3 separate regions of the Mus musculus genome follow, and regions 2 and 3 are each linked to region 1. A link is a contact called in public Hi-C and HiChIP or PLAC-seq data. All regions are on one chromosome and are shown on one strand. Each heading gives the region's core, a stretch centred on a gene start, on an enhancer-like site or on the middle of the called end of the contact. The rest is flanking DNA. Distances are from core to core; before and after follow the strand shown.

Evidence for each region. A called contact is a pair of places that touch in the nucleus more often than the background predicts. HiChIP or PLAC-seq counts read pairs in DNA pulled down with a chosen protein or histone mark.
Region 2: a contact with region 1 is called in a Hi-C map of the 63-12 cell line, with 2.4 times the contacts expected there. The contact joins two enhancer-like sites. A contact is called at or near these places in 5 of 484 Hi-C or Micro-C datasets (the 63-12 cell line, the G1E-ER4 cell line and cardiomyocytes), 2 of 115 datasets of contacts at active chromatin or transcription factors (effector CD8 T cells and embryonic stem cells) and 1 of 9 other capture datasets (pancreatic islet).
Region 3: a contact with region 1 is called in an HNF4G HiChIP or PLAC-seq map of pancreatic cancer cells. The contact joins the promoter of Foxp4 here to the enhancer-like site in region 1. A contact is called at or near these places in 6 of 39 promoter capture datasets (the 3T3-L1 cell line, the C10 cell line, embryonic stem cells and 2 more), 1 of 484 Hi-C or Micro-C datasets (B cells), 6 of 115 datasets of contacts at active chromatin or transcription factors (bone marrow-derived dendritic cells, embryonic stem cells, fetal liver and 2 more) and 4 of 9 other capture datasets (adipose tissue, embryonic stem cells, liver and 1 more).

The regions. Positions count from the first base shown.
Region 1 is chr17:47,761,460-47,764,633 of GRCm38.p6, reverse strand. It overlaps a transcript of Tfeb not described here. Among named protein-coding and RNA genes, the nearest start is that of Tfeb, 23 kb to the left of the region's middle. Within about 2 kb of position 1,448, at least 163 of the 459 cell types and tissues checked have an H3K27ac peak or open chromatin away from gene starts, as enhancers often do. A contact at or near this core is called in the 63-12 cell line, adipose tissue, cardiomyocytes and 2 more, where this site is marked.
Region 2 is chr17:47,520,186-47,523,359 of GRCm38.p6, reverse strand. It overlaps a transcript of Ccnd3 not described here. Among named protein-coding and RNA genes, the nearest start is that of Taf8, 19 kb to the right of the region's middle. RefSeq lists an enhancer at 1-2,575. Within about 2 kb of position 1,574, at least 283 of the 459 cell types and tissues checked have an H3K27ac peak or open chromatin away from gene starts, as enhancers often do. A contact at or near this core is called in the 63-12 cell line and cardiomyocytes, where this site is marked.
Region 3 is chr17:47,923,208-47,926,381 of GRCm38.p6, reverse strand. Foxp4 (forkhead box P4) reads left to right here and starts at 1,750. Exons shown (of 17, transcript NM_001110825.1): 1 at 1,750-2,176. Gm46601 (a long non-coding RNA gene) reads left to right here. Exons shown (of 3, transcript XR_003952247.1): 2 at 349-463; 3 at 568-908.

The DNA of each region.
Region 1 (3,174 bases), core at 199-2,698:
GTCCAATGTTTGAATTTTTTTTTTATTTCATGAGTGTGTCTTTTCCATGCATGCATGCATGAATGTATGTATGTATGTGTACCACGTGCATGCCCAGAGCCTGCAGGGATCAGAAGAGAGTGTTGGGTCCCCTAGAACTGGAAAGACAGATAGCTGCGAGCCACCATGTGTCGGGAATCAAACCTGGGTCCTCTGTAAGAGCAACATGTGTTCAGAACAGCTGACCCGAACTTCTAGTCCCCTGCCCCGGTTTCTGATTAGTGTGTGAGCTTTCCAAGGCCTTTCCTGGTGCTTCTCTTCCTCGGCACCACCCACAATCCTTCCAGTACCCAATGCTACCCTCTGGGTCACGCCTGCCATGCTCATGCATTGAGAGCTTGTTTTATCCACTGCTGTGTCATGAGGGGAGGACACAATGGCAGGGTGTTGGGAAAGGTATAAACGGAGCAGTACGTCCGAGCAGCACGGGGGGAGACTCCGGGACAGACACCACCCTGGGCGTCTCCTTCTAGTTCCTACCATCTCCACCTGTCCCCATGCGCCAATCCTGGCATCTCAGTCTCACAGGCACCTTTAAGGAATTCCCTGTCCCTTTGCTGAGGTACTGAAGGAAGATGCCGGGCCTCATGCCCAGGATGGGCAAGGCAGCTAGGAAGATGGGCCTGGGGACTGGGGCTCCTGGACTAGGTACAACTAAGGAGGTGAAAACAGGGACCCCACAGGGGACATGTCTGGGGACTCTCCCTTTGGCCTTCAGCTTGAGTGTAAGGCAGGGTGGGACCCTTCTTGCTGGGAGCCAGGTGGCTCATGGCAGGTTCCTTTGCTACAGAGGCCCCCTTCAGGCTAGAAACCTGAGGAGCTACAGAGACTCAAGCCAAACTCTCAGAATAGAAGCATCCAGAGGCAGGATGTCCTGTTTGCCAGTGGAACTAGGCCTGGGAAGGGGGCTCAGGCCCAGCCTATAGAGCTCGAGAGAGAGATTCTAAGCCCAGTCTTGGCCACAGCTCACCTCTGTACAACTTTCCCTTATTGGTAGGGTATATACAATACAGCTGGCATAGGGAAACTGAGGCAGAGCCTGCTTTCTAGCCTTGGAGGCTTGCTGCCCCCACCAACCATACCACCCTTGATTACTATTCCCTTTGCTTTACAGAGCACATGGGGGCTCTATGTCCTCACGTATCTGGTTCCCTTCAGATCCCAGACGAAGCTGTTTCTCGGGAAGAAGTTTGCCTTGCTTTTTCCAAGCTTGGCTGTGAAGAGCTGGGGGGTCCAGCCTGAACTCGGGGACCAGCAGTCAAGCAACTCCGCACCCCTGGCCCCACCACAGAAGTCTCTCCTAATCACCAGCGCCCCTGCCCCCTCACCAGAGCTTGAGGGCTCAGGCCCTTGTGGGAGCCAGTGCTGGTGTTGATAGTGCTGGTGCCAGGCCCATGACGCAGGCCTGAGGCCCAGGCACACAATGGGGCTGTGTGTACACCCAGCATCACCCTGGAGCAAAGCTAGGCAGGCCAGCATCTGGGCTCCGGCCAAGAATTCATTTCCCCGAAGAGAGCCTCCCACCCCTCCTGGGCAGCAGGCTGGAGAAAAGGCTACAGGGATAGGCAAGTACTCCCTAGCCTTGGTCCAGGGAGGAGAAGGCAAACAGGCCACTAGGAAGAGGGACTCCTGAATCTCCGCTAGTTGCCTGCTCTCTTGTGAGGGATTTTGCATGACAGAGACAGTGTATCCTGGGATTGTAGTCCCAGTGACGGAGAGGGCAGAGGGACAAGAGAGTGGCCTGGCCCCACATGTGGGACTTTTCTGCTCCCTCCACAGCCTGCCCAGTGTGGGCTTCACTTGCACAGGTTTTTTGAGGCACCCCGGACCTCTGGCCATATAGCCTGTACTGGGCATCCTCCCTGGGGGAATGAGTCACCAGCTGGCTGTAGCCAGCATGCCAAGCAGGCCGTGGGCAGGTTCAGCTGCCTGCTCCTCTCCCTGGCAGGTCTCAAGGCAGAAAATCACTCAGACGGTATCAGGTGTTGACCACAGTGTCCCAGACTGGACTTCGTCCGGCCACTTCCTCTGGGGCAGGGATCGCCAGTGCCTGCACTCTGGGCCTCCATGCCTCCTTTGGCTGCAGGCTGAAGCTCCACAGATAGGGGCATTAAACTGCAGGAAAAGGCAGCCATGTCCCCCAGGAACAAGCAGGGTTCGAGCAGGGAGTGAGAGTGAAGCTCCCGTGGGCATGGGGAAGGGAGGAAGCCAACGTGGTACCTCAGGCTTCGGCCCTTTGCTGAGATCACTTTCCGTTCTCCTGAGCTGGGAAGGCACCTGGTGACAGGAGCTTGCTGCCCTTGCTCCCTCTGAGGCTCCACAACAGATTACACAAATGTGCAGCCCACACTCCCCAAAGGTCACAAATAAAAGTCACAGTGACAACCTTTGCCCCTGAGACACAGATAGATGACAGGTCGCTCATTTTCCGAAGGGCAAAGGCCTCCATTTTCCTAGCCAAGCAAGAGTAGTCACGGGCATCCTGTCAGCCTCACACAGTAGAACATGCATAATCCATGTGTGTGTGAGTGGATGTGTGTGGATGGATGTGTGTGTATATAGGTATGTGTGTATATAGGTGTGTGTGTGTGTGTGTATGTGTGTATATGGATCTGTGTGTGTGTGTGTATAGGTGTGTGTGTGTGTGTGTGTTCAGATGTATAGAGGTGTATGTATGGATAGATGTGTATGTGTGCATTTGTGTGGATGTATGTGTACAGATGTGTGTGTGGATGTGTACATGTGTATATATGTGTATATAGGTGTGCATGTGTTTGTGTGTGAGTGTGTACATAGGTGCATATTTGTATGTGGATGTGTCTATGTGTGTGTGTTTGTGTGTAGAATTGTGTTTGTGTGTGTGTAGAACTGTGTATTTGTGTGTGTGTAGGGCTGTGTGTGTTTGTATGCAGATGTGTGTGTTTGTGTGTGTAGGGGTATGTGTGTTTGTGTATATAGGGGATATGTGTTTGTATGTAAGTGTGTGTGTGTATGTATGTATAGGTATATGGGTGTTTGTTTGTGTGTGGATGTGTGTATAGGTGTGTGTGTGCATGTGGATTTGCACAATGCCTGTCTTCACCATGACATGACTCCTGTGCCCTGAGGACAGAGCCTGAGGCCGTGGGGCCTGGT
Region 2 (3,174 bases), core at 325-2,824, 240 kb after region 1:
GAGCTCGCTCTCCAGCCTTGGAGGCTGGGGCTGCACGTGGTGGTGGGAAAGAGATCTGGAGACAGGCAGGCCGGAGTCTGTCCCCGGCGGGACGCATGCACTCAAGTGCTGCTGTGCGATCTCAGCAAGTCGGGTGACTCATCTAAGCCTTCATTTCCTTGTCTGTTCAGTATGGATAATAGGATAAGACGAAGGAAGAAGAGGGTCTGTGTCTGGCATAGAGCGAGCGTTCAGTACTTGCTGGTCACTACCAGGCCTGGCTTTCTGGGCCTGAATATACTGCAGCTTCCTAAAACGTAGCCGGGTTCCATAGAGGCCTTAGGATGTACCGCTCCTATCCCGAGATTCTTATACACAAGCGGCTGCCCCTAGCTCTCTGGGGCATTCATTTATTCAAACCACTGTTCAGGGGTCAGGGTGGCTACATAAGTGAGGATATGCCTAGAATCTGTCAAACACATAGTATCTTGGAGGGTCTTGGGGGCCTCAAGGAGTCAGTTGAGTACAGAGGTTTGGGAGCGTGCCAGCAAGAAGCAGGTGACCCTTCTGCGTGTGTTCCCATTGAGCCAACTTCCTGCCAGCAGCTAAGACTCCCGATGTATCTCAAAGCTAACACCACCCTGCAGGCCCCTGCATCTGACCCTTGGACAACCAGGCTAGAAGCCACATCCAGGCTCAGGAACACAGAAGTCATCAAACCTTCTTCAGGACAATGAAGACACTTCCTGATGTGGCCCAGGGCCTTCCTGAAACCCTGCATTCTTCGGACTGGGACTGCTTATGGGGGTATCTTGAAGAAGGGGTGCTAATTGCTACTCATGGTGGCCCCAGGAGCCGGCCTAGCCCTGGGGGATGGGCAAGTAGTGGCTCCTTGTAGCTCTTAGACCCCAGGCTAGCGTGTGTCGAAATAAGGTCACTAGTAAGAAGTCTCAGGAGTTATGGAGTCTCTCAGATCCCTGGGACCAGGATACCTTCAGGCACTATACTGAGGAATAAACTCCCATAAGCCAGTCAAAGCGGCCCCTCGTAAAAGTCACTGTCAATCCTTTCTGTACTGAGTGCCTGGGGAGGCAGAGAGCAGAAGTCTCCAGCCCAGTGAATACTCCTCTCACCACTAGACCCCAGCTCCTGCCTCAGCCTCCCCAGCCTGGCTATCAGAGCTTAGCCCCACTCTATTTCCCAGGCCTTCCTAGATTACCCAGGGGAGAGTCTGAGGGTGGCCCAGCCTGGCAGATGGGGGCTGGCCCTGGAAGAGGCCTCTCTTTTCCACCTCCGGCCACCTGTCTCGAGTCCTCAGTCCTTCCAGACAGCTGGAGAAAGGCCCCCGAGAGCCTCTGCCTAAAGAGGGGGCTGATGTGGGAACACAGCTCACAAGGAGCTAAGCCAAGGCTGAGGGGAGGCCCTCAGAGCCGACGGGGATGCCGAGTGTGCTCGGGTGGGGGCGGGGCGGGCTGGGGGAGAAGTAGGGATTGGGGTGGGATCACAGAACGGAATGCAAAGCTTGTTCTCCCCGGGGCACAGCTGTTTATTTTGATCCCCTTGTCAGCTGCTGCCTGTTCCTTATCTCAGGGCTCAACGGAGACTCCACCCCCTCCTCTGTTGCTGAGCTGGAGAGGCAGACTCTGCGGGATGCTGCCCAGCTTCCTGCTCCCACCGCAGTCTTCCCCCGGCCCTCCACCCTTGCAGCCCCAGGCTGCTCAAAAGGACTAGAGGAAGCTGGCTTTCTTCAGACCTACTCTGTGCCCTTTTGAGGGTAACTACCCCCCCTTATCTAACTCCGCCCACCCCAATTGTCATGACGGCCTGAGCTGGGCACCCCCGAAGTGCCAGGCAGGACACTTTTAAAATTTTGTTTAATTGGTATAACGGGACTTGAAGAGAGGACAGAGAGTTGCAAGCTGGGGTCCACACCAGGCTCTGGGCCTTACTGAGCCCTCCACTGCCAGCTTTACTCTTAGCTCCTACAGCTTCCAATGAGGTACCACAAACTAGCGACACTTTTCCCATAAGCTCATGGAACACTCCTAGTACATGTTCTATTCTTCCTGTTATTATAGAACTGGACCTTTTTTTGGGGGGGGAGGGGGGTTTCAAGACAGGGTTTCTCTGTGTAGCCCTGGCTGTCCTGGAACTCACTTTGTAAACCAGGCTGGCCTCGAACTCAGAAATCCGCCTGCCTCTGCCTCCCAAGTGCTGGGATTAAAGGCGTGCGCCACCACCACCCAGCTTTTTATTTTTATTTTTATTGAGACAGAGTCTCACGTAGCCTGGGCTGCCCTCCTAATAGGTACCCCGAGGAGGACCTTGAACCCCTGATCCTCTGTCTCTACAAATCCTGGGATTATGTAGCACTGGGGGTCAAGCCACACACAGCTGCAGCTGAAATGTTCTTAAAAAAAAGAAAAGGCAAAGCCGGGCGTGGTGGTGCACGCCTTTAATCCCAGCACTTGGGAGACACGCCTTTAATCCCATTTGTGGTTTACTTCCCTTAATTGATTATGCGTCTTAATGTATGGAGAGTATATCTAAACTGTATGTATGAGAAACCCTCACAGCTCCGCTTGGCCTTAAACTGGCGATGTCGTTGAGGCAGGCTTTGAACCTCCACCCCCCGAATTCTAGGATTACTGTAGTTTATGGAACTGAACACAGGGCTTCCTGCACGCTTACAGAAGCACTCTACCAACTTAGTGACATTCCTAGGTCCCATTCTCTCTCCCTCTCTCTTTTGGCCTGGAACTCACAGAGATCCTCCTGTCTCTGCCTTCCAAGTACTGGGATTAAAGGCATATGCCACCATGTCCGACTCCCACCCTCTCATTTCCCTTCCTCCCTCATCTGGGGATTAAATCCAGGCCCTCAGCCTGTTAGGCAAGGGCTCTCTACCACGGAGCTCTACCCCTGCCTTCTTTTGAGGAGACCGTTCCCCACCAGGTTACAGTAGTTCTGCCTCTCTGCAGGGCCATCCCACCACCTGAAATGAGATTTTCTTCTTTCCTTGATGTCCTGTCATCTTGACAGGACAGCCCAGCCCCCTGCTGAGCTGCGCTTCCATCTGTTCCTTATCTACGGTAAATGCAGAAACCAGGCCCCTGACCTGTACCCCAGAAACCTGTCACCAGCACCAGGTGTCACCGACACAGGCCCACCTGGGCAGAGGTAAGACCAGCTCCC
Region 3 (3,174 bases), core at 501-3,000, 160 kb before region 1:
TGAGCAATCTGACCAGCACTGGTTTGGATTTTTGAAACCGGGCCTCTTGTAGCCCAAGCTGGCCTGGAACCCCATCTGTCGTTAAAGATGACCTTGAACTGCTGAACCTTCTGCCCTTACCACCCAAGAGCTGGCCACTACACCTACTGTCATTTGAGTTTCATTTCTACTGGACCGGTCACCATGCAGTCCAAATAAAAGAGCTGGGCTGTGGGCGTGGCTAGGTGGGAGAGCTTGTGTTTAGCACTTCCGGAGGCGATTTGCTCAACGCATCCCGCAACGCAAATACCTAAACAAGCTGCACAGCAGCCCTATCCAGCTTGACATCTGTGTGTCTCCAAATTTCAGCAGGGTCTATGTTTGCCCTCTTTGTGTCTGTCCACTTGCGCAAACAGAGATGCTTCAGAGCTGGGTTGTAACTACCACCTTTCAGCTCCTGGCCCACGGAAAAGGGGCAGAATAGGTGAGCAGAAATTGCTTAAGCTGTTATCTCAGAAACCCGTTTTTGTTGTTGTTGTTGTGTTTTTTTTTTTTTTAAGAGTTTTCTCCAAAATATGTTATCCCCAGGAAACCAGGCCCAGTCCTTACCCAGTTCATCCTCCATGGGGTCTGCCTGCCCTTGGTCACCTGCCTCAAGGTAACCCGAAGCCAACAGGGTCTCCCAGAGTCACTGCCTTCCTGTGCTCAACCCATAACTTCTCTGGGCAGGGTGGGCCAAACACGGAGGGTCCCTGAGGCGTGCCCCTCACCTCTTCACACACCCGAAAGGGAAGATGTTTGGGTAGAGAGTGGGAGGATTTTTTTTCTCTCTCTCTCAGTTCTCCACCAGTCTGAGCCTGGCTCCTGCTACCCAATTTAGTCCTCCCCCTCGGAACCTGGGCCTTTCCGTGCCCGGACTTCCCCCTCCCAACCCAAACACACACCAGCGTCCCCAACCCCACCCCCACCCCCATCCTCACGGTCCCCCTGGGCACAAGCGGTATTCAGGGACGCCAAGTTTTGTTTACAATCTAATTTGTTCAGATAATTGCCTCGACTTTGCTCTGTGCTTGGCCCGCGTGGATCCAGCCTGAAGCCCTTTCTCCATCGGTTCTCACAGCACTTTATAGGAAATTCCCCTTTGCAGACCGAGGCGGCAGCGCGTGCGCGCCGGGATGGGAGAAAAGACTGTTCACAAAGCCCAGAAAGAGCCTCCCCAGCCCCAGCCCCCACACAGTGGGGAGTCAGAGGGAGGCGCGGCAGGGCCCGCGCTGGACGTCGGCTTCGGACTGGGGGGGGGGGGGTCCTGACCACTCCCCGCGCCAGGCGCAGCCCGCCCGAAACCAGTGAACCGTGTGCCAGCAGGACTTGGCCGTACCTCCAGGTTCCAGGAAAAGGCCAGAGTTAATAAAGCCTCCCATCGGATGGGTCCCCAGTCCACTGTGAAACTCTACGGCCTATCGACTTTGGCAGATCGGTAGCCCCACGTCCCCATTTTTTCCTTCCCCAAAGTTTGGTCCACGTGGTCCTCTTCGGCTTGCCGCTGGCCGCCTCTCAGGGGGAAAAGTGGCTGCACCTGCTTTAGGCGAATTATGGTAGCACTAGAAGTTAGTCTCCCCTCCCTCCGCCGCTCGCTCGTTCGCTCCCTCCTCCCTGTCGCTCGGCGCGCTCCCTCCTTCCCTCCACCCCTCCGGTCCCCCCGCCCGGTGTGCCCCGCCCGCGCGCCGATCGCTCGCAGCCACTCGCAGCCGGGGCTCAGTCGCAGCCCCTCGGAGTCCGGAGCCGGTCGCCCCTACGGACCGGACAGTGCCACCAGCTGCCGGGACGGAGCCCCCCAACACGCGATCAGGGCGCGGCGCAGGCGGCCGCGGCGCGGCGGGGAGGAGCCCGGGCCGGAACCAGGGCTGGGCCGGGGGCGGGGACGCCGGGGTCCCGGAGCCCCGGAGCCGGAGCGAGCTCAGGAGCGTCGCCGGAGCCCGGGGAAGGACGATCGGAAGCTGGAGAGAGCCAAGCCATCCTCCAAAGTGCGATGCCCCCAAGGGGCTAAGGCGCGCGGCGATCGGCGCTAGAAAGATCGCTTCGGAGCGCAGGGGCAGCCCCGGCGAGTGGCGGCGGGCCCGGGCTGCGACCCGAGCGAGCCCCATGCCCCGTGCGGGCTGACGGGCCGGAGCCCGCACTGAGCGGCCGGGCCGGACAGGTAGGTGGCCGATTCAGGGACCCCAGGGATCCGGGTGGGGGCTGGGCCGGGGACTCGTCCAACTCCCTAGCTCGCTCACTCTCTCGCCTGCTCCCCGGCTCACTTTGTGTTTGCAAACTGCCCGCCCGAGGCGCGTCGGCCGCCGGAGGAGCCCGGCCCCGGGCCGGAGCACTTTGTTCCAGCTGGGCCGGCCGCGGAGCACTGACCCTGGTGAGTTGAGAGACCCTGCCCCCGGCCCGGGCCCCCAGCCGATCGGAGCTGTCTGGGGAACAGGTGGGGGCTGAGGCGCGGGGCTGGGGGGCAGCGGGAAGCTGGCCGGGGCGGAGGGGGGGCGGCTTGGAGAAGCCACTGAGGCCCGCCCTGCCCCAAGAATCTGGGCTCCGCCCCCTCCTGGCCTCGCTGCTGGGAATGGGGTGTTAGGGGGCGCGACCCCCCCTCCCGGAGTGAGACAAAGAATACTTCCCGGCCCGGACTTTCCTGAGCCGGGAAGGGAAGTGGTGAACTGGGATCCCCCCAAGTCCAGTCTGCACGGGACTCCCCAGGACAAACAGAAAGACTTGAGTCTGTGTGTGTGTGTTGGTGTGTGTGTTGGGGGGGGCAACAATCTCAAACACCTCATCGCCTTGGTTTGTGGAGGTCACACTTCGAAAGTGCTGAGACTAGTCAACCTCCCCCCCCACTCCCGCATCTCTTAATCAGATCTGAGATAAAGCGGAAAACTTCTTGGGGACTTGAGAGAGACTGGTAATGGCCCCTGTGATTTATTTATTTATTTATTTATTTATTTATTTACGTGCGCCGGAGCTGATCGGTGGGGAACTAATCTAGTGGATACCCTCCTCATTCGGACAGAGCTCCTGCGGGGTAGTGTGAGGTTTGAGAGTGAGGGAATAAGGTAACGGAGAGTGGGCCCAAGGCCACCAGAGATGAAGCTGCCGGAGTGAGCAGTGGAGTCCATTCCCCCAGACTGAAGACTCTGGTGACTCGTGAGACAGTCT